Linked DNA regions of Capsicum annuum: region 1 is linked to region 2. The links are chromatin contacts, called in public Hi-C maps. All regions are on one chromosome and are shown on one strand. Each heading gives the region's core, a stretch centred on a gene start, on an enhancer-like site or on the middle of the called end of the contact. The rest is flanking DNA. Distances are from core to core; before and after follow the strand shown.

Evidence for each region. Hi-C and Micro-C count contacts between places; a contact is called where the count stands out from the background.
Region 1: a contact with region 2 is called in a Hi-C map of bud, with 2.3 times the contacts expected there. The contact joins the promoter of LOC107863582 here to the promoter of LOC107863583 in region 2. A contact is called at or near these places in 4 of 5 Hi-C or Micro-C datasets (bud, leaf, pericarp and 1 more).

What each region holds. Positions count from the first base shown.
Region 1 is chr3:162,119,706-162,123,217 of UCD10Xv1.1, reverse strand. It overlaps LOC107863582 (proline transporter 2), which reads right to left and starts at 2,047. Exons shown (of 7, transcript XM_016709571.2): 1 at 1,504-2,047; 2 at 610-834; 3 at 396-490; 4 at 1-104. The coding sequence starts at 1,618.
Region 2 is chr3:161,758,244-161,761,733 of UCD10Xv1.1, reverse strand. LOC107863583 (stearoyl-[acyl-carrier-protein] 9-desaturase, chloroplastic) reads left to right here and starts at 2,052. Exons shown (of 3, transcript XM_016709572.2): 1 at 2,052-2,281. The coding sequence starts at 2,166.

The DNA.
Region 1 (3,512 bases), core at 798-3,297, 360 kb before region 2:
AAATGAGGTGTTGCAATGGCAAAGAGGATGCATGCAAATCCAGCTATTGCTATAAAGTGTGGCAGCTTTAGCTCATGGTTATTCCTAAAGAGAATATAGAAAGCCTGGCAATCAACTCAAAGAAAAAATGCATCAGAACAATTTTAGAGTTTATATTCACTTAGAAACCTAAAAGAGATCATTTTTGTCAAGATTTACTGAACTCAATATTTGCAGTGTGCAATGAAACAATAAAGCGCCAACACAAAAATCTCATTCAATCAGTGGTATCTATAAATGGCAATGCATTGCCTCCTTTCTCTTCTCCTCCATATCTGGTAAAAGAATTTCCAGTTCACCATATCTAAGTATCCAAAGAAAAAAACAAAGTTTGCACCAGCGAAAATTTGTCTAACCTTTAGGGCTGAACCACTCATGATAACATATCCAATATTTATCAAGAAGAGATTCGCATACTGTAATGCCCATATAAGCAAATAAGCTGTTCGACCTGCAGCAATAAAATAAGCTCAATTTAAATTAAACGTGAAGGAAAATCAAACAATAAAACAAGCTATTGTTGCGGAGAGCTTGAAAATCATCCAGTTTTATTTTTGTCATTGTTCATACCATACAAAAATCCAGCAAGGTCTCTATATCTGATATGCCTCTTGCCCCCTACTTCATGGAGCTTAGCCATAAGAGCACTTGCATATAAAGACACAATTGTGGCCAAAACCAAACCAACTACTCCACCAATCCAACCCAGAGGAACCATGATTGTGCCAGAATATCCTAGTGCATACGCGCTGTTGACACCCATGCTCAGAACAATTCCCACCTGAAACCATGAATCTACATTTCACGAAACACATGAATCAAAAAAAGAGTCAAACAGCATTCATGCCAGTGCTACAAAAAAGAAACTATGATAAAAGAAACAAAAATAATCAATTGTACTGATGGATCAGGGAACCTATTTTTGGAGCTTGTCAAAGAGACGAAGCAGAAAAATGAATTTATTTTCTCATTACTAATGAGAGCCAAAAAGAACTTATAAACGCTTGATTGGAAGTTTGTAACATGGAAGTCTCATCAATAGAGGGCATTAGACAAAGGGATGCAACGGGATTCGCTGAAAAATTACACTTGTAAATAGGACAAACATGATTTCTATTGCACATATATAAGTTGTTTAATCCCTCTGGATAATTTTTTTACCTGAATCGCTCCTTTTAACCATTTGGAAAGGACGGAAATGCTTATAAAGGACCAAGAATTATCGTTCCCTTTTCTTTTTGTTTTTTCCCCAAAAAATTAGTATAAAACAACAAAGGGCAAAAAGACAGATTATCAAGAATTTTGATAGAATACGCGACACCAAGAAACTATCCAAAAAAACTCTCAACAAAGAAGGAATGTAAGGTGAATAAATGGATTCAAAGTTTCTAAAATTCCCTCCTTTTTTCATGAATTAGACACAAATAAGAGGGCATAGAAATTTCGTAGAAGTGAAAAACTAACCGTTGCTAACTTCATGGGCAGTTTCAGGAATGATAACAGAGGCCTGATCGCCTTTTTTCTCCCTACGACAATGGGCAGAAGTACCCCCATAAACATCGTTGTGGTCATTTTCCATTTTAAAATCTTGTTGAAGAAGCAGAACTCCTTCCTCTTCTTCAATTTCCAAAGCCAGCCCAAGCTACTTGCTTTTCACACCAATACGCAAAAAGGGATGCGTATATTGGTGAGAAGAGAAGCAAAGGGGCAAGGGGTGGAAACACTTTAATTGAAGACCAACCAAATGATTAGTGACCGCAGCGCTTTCTTCCCACGAAATTAGCACAGCTATTGATTCTGAAAATGGATGCAGCGGCTTCTTAAATAGACGTTTGGTTGATTTTTCTCCTTTTCTTTTCTTTTCTTTTACCATACAGTTTTCTGTTTTTCCAAACAGATGCCCATGGAATTTTTATTTTTATTTTCATGGAATTTGGATTACACAGGATCTCTTATCTTTGAACGTGTTTTCAATTTTCCCTTTCATCGCGGAATATTTGATATGGAACAAAGAGGAGTGTTTGGTACGGGAGAGATGTTTTTTTAAGAAACCAGTTTAGTAACTTTTAATTATTTAAAATTAGATTATTTTATCTATTACGAAAAATTTTAAAAGATTTTTCACTCTTTAATATAATAATATAAACATAACATATATTTTATTATAAGCACATATATATTTTACCACTAAAAATTTCAAATGGTTAATGAATCACTACTTTTACTTTTGTCATGTAGTAACTCTTTTCTTTGCTGCTAGAGGTTATGAGAGACTCATGAATTTGAATCATATTTGTAGTACGACTTTTTTTCTCTATATTTAAATTTTTTTCTTATTTTTAAAGTTAAATCTTTAGAATTTGTCTAAAGCATAGACTTTTAATGAATGGCGAAAAGTTCAAATAATATTTCTACGGTCCTTCACACTTTTAATATATTATAAATTATAAATTATAAATCTAGATAAATATAAATATAAATACGTATCAAACAACTATAGTGGGTTGGTGGCAACTTATATGCTACTGTCATTCTTTTGTCATAAAAGTTAATTACCAAAAAGAAAAATATATACTATTATCATTTCATTATGTAACTTTCAAGTAAATTTGATAAAACAATTAGGGCAAAGTGTAGAACATTAAAAAAAAAAAAAAAAAAAAGACAATTTCCCCCCCTGAACGTATCATTCCAACTCACTTTAGCACTTAAACTTAACTGCCATTTATTTACCCTCTTAACATCTTTAAAGTGTATTAATTTCACCCCTCGAAACTGAATACCACTTTCACAATGGAGAGTGTGTTACACTAGCCTACACATCAACGTCACGTCAATGCCACGTTGGAGCCACGTCATTGCCACGTAAGAAATTTGATTTTTCTAAAAAAAATTAATCCCCCACACATTATTTTTATATATTTATTTTAAAAAATATATATATTTACTATTTTATTTATATAAATGTATATACATATTTATATATATTAAATAAAAAAAAGGCACCCCCACCCCTATTTTCTTTCTTCTTCACAACCCCCAGCCCACCCCACCTCTTACCCTGCAAACACAGCCTCCCCCCTTTTATCTTCTTTAAACCACTCCACATCTTCCCTCTCCTTCATTCTCTATCTTCTTCAAACTTAAAGCATATTATCAATAGTCATTCCTTCATCAAACCACCAATTCAAGAAACAACAATACAATAGTATCACCACTTCCCAATTCAAAATTCTTCAGTCCGATATATTCCGACAAAACTCACCGAAAAACGATTAAAACAAACCCACAAAAGAATATACACACAAAATTAACACCACCACCACCATTGACGGACCACCATTGAAGATCCCCAAAATTATAATATTAATTCCACCAACGACCACCATTGACGGACACATCCTTCAAATCACACCTATATGTCCAGATTTGTAGAAGGTTGAAATTTTCTTTCTTCTACCACGGGATTCTTC
Region 2 (3,490 bases), core at 803-3,302:
TAACTACTTTCCACAGTTTTAGTTACAAATTTCAGGACTGTCAGCTATAGCTACCCAGTCTCAATAAAGAACTCAGATAGTTTTTCAGATTTCAGTATATTAGGGCTGTCAGATACAGTCAACTCAGAAATAGAATGGAACTCAGATAGTTTTCTTTAGATTTATGGACTGTGAGATATAGTCACTTATGCTATCAATCACAATAGTTATCAGAACTCATGCTATCAGTACTCAGCTTCGGGACTGTCAGATACAATCAATCAGACCAGTTCTTCATAATTCAAACTGTCAGAAACAATTATTCATTTATCAGTAATATAGTATCAGTCTCCCAGTATTCAGTAATACAGTATCAGATCCATCCCTTATTAGTGATTTACATATCAATATCAGTAAACTCAGTCTTTCAGAATCTCATTATCAGTATACTCATGTTGTCAGTATTCAGACTCAGTAGTCAGTATCTCCACGAGTTTATTTACAATTACGTATGCATGTATGTACTTTCACGTTCATATCAATCAGTATTTTCATGCATATAACCCTTTGTATTTAGCCTACCTCACTCGTATACTCAGTAAATTCAGACGTACTGACGCATTTTCGCTATGGTGCTTTCTCTTATGTTACACCATAGGTTCAGAGGCATGAGCTCCAAATCAACAATATTAAGATAGGAGAAAAGACATAATTTCCCTCGAACTTGTCCGCTCAACTCATTTTACCACTTAAACTTAACTTGTGTTTATTTACCCCCTTGATATCTTTAAAGTGTATTAGTTTCACTCCTTGATATATATTATTACTCTCATAACGGAGAGTGTGTTGCACTCTCCACGTATCAGCACCACATCATTGCCACGTAAAAATTTATAATTTTTTAAAAAAGTAATTTCACACAAATATTACTTTTATGTATTTTTTTAAATAGAAATATATATATATATATATATATATATATATATATATATATTAAATAAAAATGTCCTCCCCTCCTTTTCCTTCTTCTTCAGCCCCCCTCCCCCGTCTTCTTCCAGCGCCCCTCTTCTCCCCCACAACCCCTCCCCAGCAAAATAGGTCCCCCCACCCCAGCTCTTTCTCCCCTTTCCAGCCCCAACACCCCTCTTTCCCTCCTTTCTTGTTAACACAAAAATACCTTCATTTTTTTTAACCCTCACCAACCGCAACTCCAACCCTACAAACAAGTTTGTGATGTTTTCTTTTTTCTTATTTCTGATTCAAGTTTGGAGTTTAAAAAAGTAATTCAAAAATTATCTTATTAATAAAAAATTCAAAAATAGAAATTAAAAGAAATTTCATTGATGAAAAGTGGTTTAAAGACAAAATCATCAATTTAATTTAATTTTTGTCCAAATTTTGAGGGAGTTGGATTGAAGTTTGAGATGATGTTTAATGGAGATTTTTTTTCAATTTAGTGTACTTGTGGTTGTTCTTTGATAGTGTTAATGGAGGAAAATTTTAAAAAAAATGAAGGAGAGTGTTGATGAATAATGGATTTGAGGTTGTTAATGGAGAAATTTGAGTGTTGTGGATGTTTTGGAGAAGAAAGAATAAAAGGTGTTCAATAGAGAAATTTTTCTGATTTAGTGTCTTTGTGGTTGTTCTTTGATGTTGTTAATGGAGGAAAATGAGAATCATTCAAGTTTTTAAAATTAAAACAGAGGGATAAATCTTTTTTGAGATTTTTTTAAAGTTTTTTATTTTCAATAGCCTGTTTCAGTTGTAGAACAACTTTGATAGTTGTTCGATAATTTTGTGAAGTTGTTCAATAACTATCGAAGTTGTTCAACAACTGTGCAAGTTGTTCGACAACTAGGCGCAGTTGTTCGACAACTGCATTTAGTTGTTGAACAACTAGGCGTAGTTGTTTGATAATTGAGAGAAGTTGTTCAATAACTACACGAAGTTATTCAGACAACTAATGTAATTGTCGAACAACTATCCCAATTATTCAAAAGATTTAATTTTTTTAACTTAATAATTTGTGGGACCCACTTATCTTTTTTTTTTAATTAGAAACTTGGGAGGTCTATTGACTCATTTTTCTCCTTTATTTTGATGCATCTGACTCTCGCCGCCTTTCACTTTTCTCTCTCTCTCTCTAGGCGGAGCAATCGAGGTACCCTGAAAAAACCATCGGAAAAATGGCTCTGAAACTCAATCCTCCGACGTTTCAATCCATTAAAACGACTACGTTTCCGTGTTCCCCACTCAGATCTCATAGAGTTTTCATGGCTTCAACACTTCGTCCCCTTTCTGTGTGAGTTTTATTTTGTGTTTGTATTTTGTCAAATTTCTGGAGATGTATACCCCCCAATATGTTTTCTTTTTGAGCCATATTTAGTGTTTCTGATCGTGATTGTACTTCGGTTTGTAAATTAGATTTGTGGTAGTTGATGCTAATGCATGGGGTATCTTGCTATCTGTGATCTTTCCAGTTCTGATATTTATTCATATGTTGGTGTATTTTTTCCTCTTTTTCCTGATTGAAGGATGATATGATTTTTCTGCTTGGATATCTATTTATCTCTTCCCCTCAGGGTGCATTGATTTAATGTGTTACTAGAGTAGATTTTCCCTTCTCCTTGTGCGTGATTGGATAACAAGGTAGTGGGACACCAAGTGGAGAGCTGCGCGTTTGAGGCATATCCGCATAGGACTAACAACCCGAGACTGCAGGATGGAATCCCAGCTGCATCGCTTAGAATGAGTTCATTTGCACATATCTTTGTAGGTTATAACAGACTGTCCGTTGAATTAATGTTGGCTTTTAAAAGCTAGCTTAGGCACCACTGCCACTAAAAAGAAAAAGAAACACTGAAATCTGATGCAAATTTGATTAGTGCATCTGCATATGCATGATTTTTTATGTGAACTTAATGTGTACAAATGTGAAATTCTATCACAATCCATTTGTCAACGAAGTGGGAGGAGAACCATGATGTCTCATGTTTAAAACCAGCGGAGGCAAAAACAATAGTTGGCTTTTCACTATTTGCTTGAGAAGGCAAAGTTACTCGTGCCAGTTGAAGGTAGCAGGTACCTAGTGGAATAGTCAAGGTGCACACAAGCTGACACGGTCACCACTATCAATAAAAAATTGTTTGATTTACTAGGTTCAAAATCTACTATCTATACATCTTGGAGTTTAGTAACACATACAAAATCCGAGCTAAAGTTATTGGGATTGCATGAACCCACAACTTCTGCACTACATTTGCCCACAACAACAACAACAACAACAAACCCAGTATATTCCCACATAGTGTGGTCTGGGGAGGGTAGAATGTACACAGTCCATACCCCTAATTAGAAATTCCTTAACTGATTGTTTTCTATCATCTTTTATTTTCCACTAGCTTAGTCATTATTAAAGGTCATATCAGTTTTCTCCTGCTGTGTGATTTTAATTGAATTTCTTAATTGCTTAGAAGATTATTATTTTAAAGATCGACTGTCAGAATTGGAA